Linked DNA regions of Muntiacus reevesi: region 2 is linked to region 1. Evidence: chromatin contacts called from public Hi-C data. All regions are on one chromosome and are shown on one strand. The core of a region is the stretch at or near the end of the contact, and the rest is flanking DNA. Distances in the headings are between cores, read along the strand shown. Region 1 holds the start of YTHDC1 (YTH N6-methyladenosine RNA binding protein C1). Region 2 holds the start of UBA6 (ubiquitin like modifier activating enzyme 6).

Region 1 (3,665 bases), core at 341-2,840:
AAAAGCACACAAACACTGATGGTGCAAGATGTCTTAGGTTAGCAGGCACCAGTCTGCAACCTGTTCTATAGGACCTGGCCCTGGTCTGATTTAATAGTAAACATTGTGGAAAATGTTTCAGAGATGTTTAAGATTTTGCTGTCTTCCTCTTAGGTGTGCTGCTCATCTTGAACTTGTGTTGGCTTATTTTCACGTTTTATAGGTGTGGATCTGTGGAAAGCCAAAGGTGTTTTCCATCTTCTCCCTCCAGTGGGTTCACCCCTGAAATTACGTCTCTCTGTAGATACTGAGCTGCTTTTGTTTTTGGTTGGGTCCTGATTAGGCCCTTACTCCTAAAGATGTGGCCTGTTTCTCAAGCATTATCTCAGCCACTTGTTCTCTCACTCATTATCTGGGTGGTAGCTCAGTGATGTTCTCTGCAGATCCTTGACCACACCAAGGCCTCTTTCCTGATCAGAGCCTTTCATTGTGCTGGTCTCTGCCTGGATGACCCTTATCTCCACCTTTTGCTGCGTATCAGTCTCAACTTCATCTCCTCAGGACTTTATATAGAAAGCCTTCACCTATCCCCTCTGCCTTGCCATATTAGCTTTTTGTTTCTTTCATAGACTTCATCATGATTTTTAATTTTTTTACTTATGTTTTGTCTTCCTCAGTAGAACATAAACTAACTCCTTGAAGAGAGAAACCAATCAAGGTCAATCAAAGAACAAGGCAGCATAGATCTTTCTTTAAATTTGTCATTAGTTTGATTTTATATCTTAACAATGTTACTTTTTTTTGCGTTCAAATGTCTTTCCCTTGTAAACTCAGTTATGGAACAGTGGAGCAAAATTACATTTTCATCCCTCTGACAATGAACTTTAAGCAAGTGTCCTCGAAGATCTTACTCTATCATGTAAAATGACTTTTGGTCACTCTCGTAGTTTTAATTTCTCAAGTCTGTTTAACTCAACTGTGTACCCTAGGATCTCGATACATGTTTACAAATTTATGTGACTTACAAAGCTATTTTAAAATACAATGTAATTCCTTTCCCTCGTAAAAAACAAAACTAGTAGGCTTTTGTTACAAGTGAGCTGATCGCATCCTGCGCTGCCTTTCGGTAAGCCTCCAGCACCAAATTAGAAAGTACATCCTGCACTGAGTGTAGAAAGTGATGGCCGCAAGGGGACTGGCCCCGATTTTTCCTAAATAAGCCTTCAATTTTCAGAACTGAATCCGGAGTCCCGTGGAGAGACAGGAAGCATCTTTGTCTTGAAGCTGGAAGGTACTTTAATAGGCGCTTCAGGTGACAAAATTGACAGACCAGGGAGTACGCAGGGTAGCGGTAACTTGGAACACTTCATCACTAGAAATGAAACTCATTCCAGAGACTTCCGGGTTGCGGGAGGCGGCACGACGTGCGGACGTTACGTCACGTTCCCTCGCCCGTCCCGCCTCCTCGCCCCTCTCCGCACTGTGACGTTCCCAGGGAGGAACGTAGCGTAAACAGCGCAGAGCACTTCGGGAGCTGGATTGTTTCACGCAGGAAGCAGGCTCCATTTTAGCGCCGCCCGCCGTCGCCATCTGTTTCCCTCCCCCCAGCCCCCCGCCTTTCCCCCCCTCCCGTCTCTAAGCCCCAACGGGAAGGCTGGGCCTAAGCTGTGGGTGGCTAGAGTGAAAGGAGGGAAGGGGAAAAGAGAGAAAGGGAAGAAGCGGGGAGAAAGGGTGAATCGGGAAGGGTAAGTGTAGAGGCCACGGTGCGGAGCGCGCAGCCCAGCGGACGGACTGACGGACGCGCCTGTTTTGCTGCCGCGGCTGCGGCGCCCGCGCGAGTCGCCTCGAAGCGGCGGCGGCGGTAGCAGCAGCAGCAGCGGAAACAAGAGGGGAGCAATGGCGGCCGACAGCCGAGAGGAGAAAGGTTAGTGCGGAGAAAGGTGACGGGCGGAGTCTGGGCTCTGGAGTGGTCGCCCGAACCGTGGTCGTCGTTGTGAGTTGGGGGTTGAGGAGGTTAGCTTGTTCCGCGCGGAGCTGGTCTCCCCATGGAGATACTCGGGACTCACTGGCAAAGACCAGGCCTGCCCTTTCGTCCTCGGTCTCCACATGACCTAACACTTCATCTAGTCTTGGATTTTTTCTTTGATCCTAATTTCCTTCTTCACGTAACGTTTATCCGTCCTGGGCGCGGCTGAGAAAAGGCCTCTTCTGAGTTGCAGGCCCTTGGTTTTATTTCCTGGTAGTATTATGCGGAGGTAGTGCGTATTTTGAGAACAGTCTTTTCTGTTAGATTTTCGAAAACCCTTAATGCCACGATTAAAGCTGGTAGTTTAGTAAGTAAGGCTGTTTAAGACGTGGTATAGATAGATGATTAGTCCGGGGAAATGTCGACAAGTAATTTCTGGCTGTTCCTGTTAAATAGGCAGTGGCAGGAATGGCCTGTTTGGTTACATATTTACTTACTTTGGGAAAGGTAATGTTTGAAAAGATGATTATGTGGTTCAGGCCAGGCAGAAAAATTCTTGGCCGCTATTCTGAAAGAAACACGTTTTGCGTAGTTCCTGGAGGGTAACTAGGAACAAATAAATTAATTTGTAGAGAGTCGGAGGGATACAGTTGCTTTGAAATTTGGGAGGAACTGATGTTGCCAGAATGAAATGTCAGGTCTTTTGAAATACTGGCCTTCCGGGGCCTAGAAATGTTAATGTAGATCCAGAATCAATACAAGTCTGAAGAGTGGTCTAGATTGGGTGGTGCGTTAAGGTTTTTTACAACCCTAAGATTACTATAATAGTTTTGGGAAGGATATAGCTGATTATTAAAATATATATATATACACACACATATATAGCCAGCTGCTGCCCTGTATTTCTCGGATCTACCCTTTTGTGTGGCTAATTAACTTGGCGAGGGGAGCATTTTGTTAAATGGACTGTAGAGTCAAGTTCCATTAGATTTGTGATCTCTAATTTTGCTCCTTAGAAGAAGGAAGAGTTAGTGAACTGGAAAAATCAGTGAACTGTTCTAAGAATAGGGGCGACCTTGGGAATTGGACTGGGTGGGAATATGTTTAAGATAACTAACTGCTCCTGCTTAAAGCGGGAGATGGTGACTGGGTTTAGTAGTTGAATTTTCCTTCCTTAAATGAGTCCTTAAAATCCTCTCCCCTCCTTTTGAGAAATCCAGAAGGAATTCAATCATGGGATTGATTAGGTTTTAGTTGTTTAATTTTCCTTCCTTAATTGAGCCCTGAAAATCCTCTCTCCTCCTCTTGAGAAATCCAGAAGGAATGTGATCATAAGATTGCATGATGTTAGTGAATAAAACAAACTGCTTTTAATTAGAAGTATAGTAGTAGTAAATAGATGATTTTAATCAGTAAGAATTAACTCAGTCAACGATTGTTTCAAGAGTGTAATCTATGAGCTGTGTGGGGGCGGGGCGGGGGTGGTGGTGGTTGTGGTATGTGAGATGAGCTAGATAAAAAAATGAGTAAAACTCTACTCCTCAAGAGTTCCTTGTCTCAAGATGAAAACAGTTGTAAGTCAGTTATGGAGTAGACACAGCTGTACAGGAGGAAAAAGAGTAGCTGCTGTATTGAATTTTTTGCTTTAGAAATGGATTTAGAGGTGAAAATGTCTAACTACAGGAATTTTGTCACTTACTGGGAAGTAGTAATGCCACCT
Region 2 (3,665 bases), core at 606-3,105, 630 kb before region 1:
AAAGATTGAAGGCAGGAGGAGAAAGGGACCAGAGGATGAGATGGCTGGATGGCATCACCGATTGGATGGACATGAGTTTGAGCAAGCTCCAGGAGTTGGTGATGGACAGGAAAGCCTGGCATGCTGCAGTCCATACTGTCGCAAAGAGTCAGACACGACTGAGCAACTGACCTGAACTGAAACATACTGGTGTGACAAGATAGAGTGATATATCAATTACTGCAGCTCATTTCAATTTTTTCACAGTGTGGCATAGAAAGAAAAATGATAATTGGGAAACATAGATGGTTCATGGGCAGAGGGAACCGCCAGGACAATTTGAGCCTGAGCTAAAATCAATACCATCTTTGGCAAAAGTGTATTCATTCTAGGTTTTGGGAAGCTCTATGTATCAGTTACAGGATTCTAAAAACAACGTGATAACAAAAAATTCAGTTTTAGAATCCAATTTTCTAGGCCTGGTATATTGATATATAGGCAAAGAATTTGAAAACATATGATCAAAAATATTATTATTTCTTTTATCATTGAGTAGATAATCAAGTGATATCACCTTCCAGCTAACTAATAAAAGCACATACACAATATACCCTGGCACTCTAACAAAACACAAAACTCAAGAAAAAGTCTTGTTACAACTTTCCTACTTTCTATACACTTTCTATAGCTATCTTCCTTGCATGGAGAGCAACAGTCTAAGATGGTAAAGCTCTTAAGTAAAAATGAGAAGAGCTACATTCTAACTAGTACTGTCATGTAATGATTATGACTGAAATCCACTTTTCAGAAGTTCTGCCTTACTGGAATCTTTCAAATATCATTCTTCTTATAAGGTCTTAAATGGCAAACGAAAATGCTTTAAATAAGAGGAGGTTTTATTTGTATTACATAATATCTCCCACCTAAGTCTGGCAGTGGTGGCAATGGCAGGCAATACCATGGTATCAACGCATCCTTTCAGTCTAAGGCTGGTGAAAAAGCTATAGACTTGTGAACATTCATATTAGCTCAAAATCAAATATCCACCACTTCTATCTTCGGCACATTGTATTCTGGTGGTGGGCAGAATTTAACTATCCGCTTTATTAATTATGAAATGACAAACAGGAACTACACGAACGTTTCCCCTCTATTTCTGCAGGAATGGAAAAGACGTGAGCCTCAACACCAACTGCGAAATAAGAATGGGTAACTCGTGGTTTTTTCCCCTGCGTTTCTTTTTCTTTCTTTCTTTTTTCTCTCTCTTGTTTTAAAGGGCAATCAACAGGCCTCAGGGTGTTCTGACTACCAATGATTCATTATAACCGAGTTCCCTCTGGTAACAGTTTTCAAAGGAGAATCTCAGTGGAGGATCGTGCACCATGGAGCTCAGCTTTCACTTTATCGAAAGGAGGGAAGGTGTCCGGCACCGGGGCAGGGAAGCTCGCACCCAGAGCCCCTCCTTCCCTCCTACGTCCGGTGACTGGAAGGAAGAAGGATGGCAGACCCCAACCAGAACTGAGAAAGCGATGAAACGGGCGACAAGTGGAGGATTTCCGCCTCAACAAAGCCCGGAGTCGCTGAGGCCGAAGCCCACGCCGCCACACCTACCCCGCGCGCTCCCCTCGCCGCCCAAGGCCGGCTCTGCCCTGCCCCGCGGCCTCTCGCGCGCTCCCTGCCCGCCCGAGTGGGAGACCCAGAAAGTCGGACCCCTGGTCCTGCCCGCCACGCCCCACTTCGCGCCCACACTTGTTCTCTCACCCGCTGGTCCTCCAGGAGGAGCAAGATGCCTCTTCCCCCGGACGCGCAGCCACCGGCTGCGATCCCTCCATCGCCTCCAGAGACGCAGCCGCAGCTGGCTACTGGGAAGCAGGGAAGAGGGCGGGACCGCGAGGTCAAGGGGCGGGCAATGACGTCACACGAGGGGGCAGGCCTTAGAAGCGAGCAGCCAGGCGGCTCCTTCCCGTCAACCCCAGGGGCGTCCTGGCTTCCGGTTTGGGTGTGGTCCGGGGGAGGGCTTTGCAGCAGGTAGTTGAAGCGCGCCGGTTTGGGGGCGGCGGGTGTGTGTGCGTGCGTGTGTGTGCATGTATGTGTGTGTGTTGGGGGGGTGGGAAACGGGGAGTGTGTGTGTGTGTGTCTGTGTCTGTCAGAGTCTTCACCGTCTGACCCATCAGGGAAGCCTGAAGTGGCACTGTAGCGACTTGGTTCCGGCGGACTTAAGCTGAACCAAAACTCTTCGCAAGGCAAACACAGGATTCCAGTGGCCAGCGAAGTAATGGGATTGCATAGCAAAATCCTTAAGAGTTTTATGGCAAGAAGAAACGCTTCATTTTATTAAAAATAGAAAAATCCGAAAGGCTAGTAATAAGTAGGTCCGGACTTCCAGTCAGGAATTCCATTTTAAGACGTTATACGTGTAACTTCTAATTTTGGACGTCTATTACATGTCAAGCACTATCACAAATTTGGTAGAATCATGTGATTTTCTTGAACGATGAATGACATATATCATCCAGGTTGCCTATAGTTTGTGAGAGAGGGACAAATTTACAATCGATGTAAGTGACTTGCCAGATTAAGTACCAAAATATACGTCTAAGAACTTCTCAACTAATATTTTTTTTGGAAGCTACAGAGTAAAAGTAGACGGGGAATATGTCCACAAACTCCTTTTCTGAAGTTCTGGAAGTAGAGGCTGTTTCACATAACTTAGGTCATCTAGCCAACAATGGGATGTTTCCATTTTAATGAAAAATTTCAAAGAGCAATTTTTTTTTTTTTACAATCTATGATTTTAGAGAAAAGAGTTCTTTGTGTGTAAAAAAAGTAGCAGTTACTGGAAGTGGATTCTTTTGGTGATGCTATACAGCATGTTCTTGGGAGAAATAGTATTTTCTGTTAACCTTACAACTGGCTTTATCTGTCTTTATGCCTGATGAATGGCAAAGCAGATGTTTACTTTTCTTAGTTCAGTCTCATGTTTCTTTCTTCTCAAGTTTCAGGAAAACTTTTCTAACACTAGAACGCTCCTCCTTTCTTGCTTTAGTGCTGAAAAGTATGGTGGCTTGATTTTTATAGTTTCCTTCATTTCTGTTGTGTCTGTGTTGCACATGTGTTTATATGTATTATGTATGTGTGTATGTTTGAATAGTTGCATCCTCAAGGCATAGAACAATAATTTTGTTTTAAAATCTTTATTTGGGATATTTTTAGATTTACAGAAAATTTGCAAAGGTAAAACAATTTCTGAATATGCTTCACTCAGTTTCTTCTAATGATAACATCTTACATAACTGTGGTCCATTTGTCACGACTGAGAAATTAATATTGGTACAAATACTATTAACTAGCTACATACTTTATTTGGATTTCACCAGTTTTTCACTAATGTCCTTTTTTTGGTATGCATCCAATCCAGGATGCAATACATTTAGAATTGCCCTGTCTTGATCATCATGTAAGTGTACATTTTAATGAATATCTTCTTGAAATTTTATGTGCAAATTGGATTTCTAAAATATTTTATATCATAAATTATAAAGATGATAACATCTATATTGTGTTTTATAATTATAGAGACTATTTATATGTATTTTCCATTTCATACTCCTAAATTATTGACTATTTGCTTGGAAGCAATACTGAGCAGTCACCTAAATATACAATGCCATTGCTTTACAGCGGAT

What was found. A called contact is a pair of places that touch in the nucleus more often than the background predicts.
Region 2: a Hi-C map of muscle shows a contact between it and region 1, with 7 times the contacts expected there. The contact joins the promoter of UBA6 here to the promoter of YTHDC1 in region 1. A contact is called at or near these places in 2 of 3 Hi-C or Micro-C datasets (blood and muscle).

What each region holds. Positions count from the first base shown.
Region 1 is chr22:31,316,578-31,320,242 of mMunRee1.1, reverse strand. YTHDC1 (YTH N6-methyladenosine RNA binding protein C1) reads left to right here and starts at 1,590. Exons shown (of 17, transcript XM_065914739.1): 1 at 1,590-1,903. The coding sequence starts at 1,876.
Region 2 is chr22:31,943,803-31,947,467 of mMunRee1.1, reverse strand. UBA6 (ubiquitin like modifier activating enzyme 6) reads right to left here and starts at 1,855. Exons shown (of 33, transcript XM_065914662.1): 1 at 1,741-1,855. The coding sequence starts at 1,811.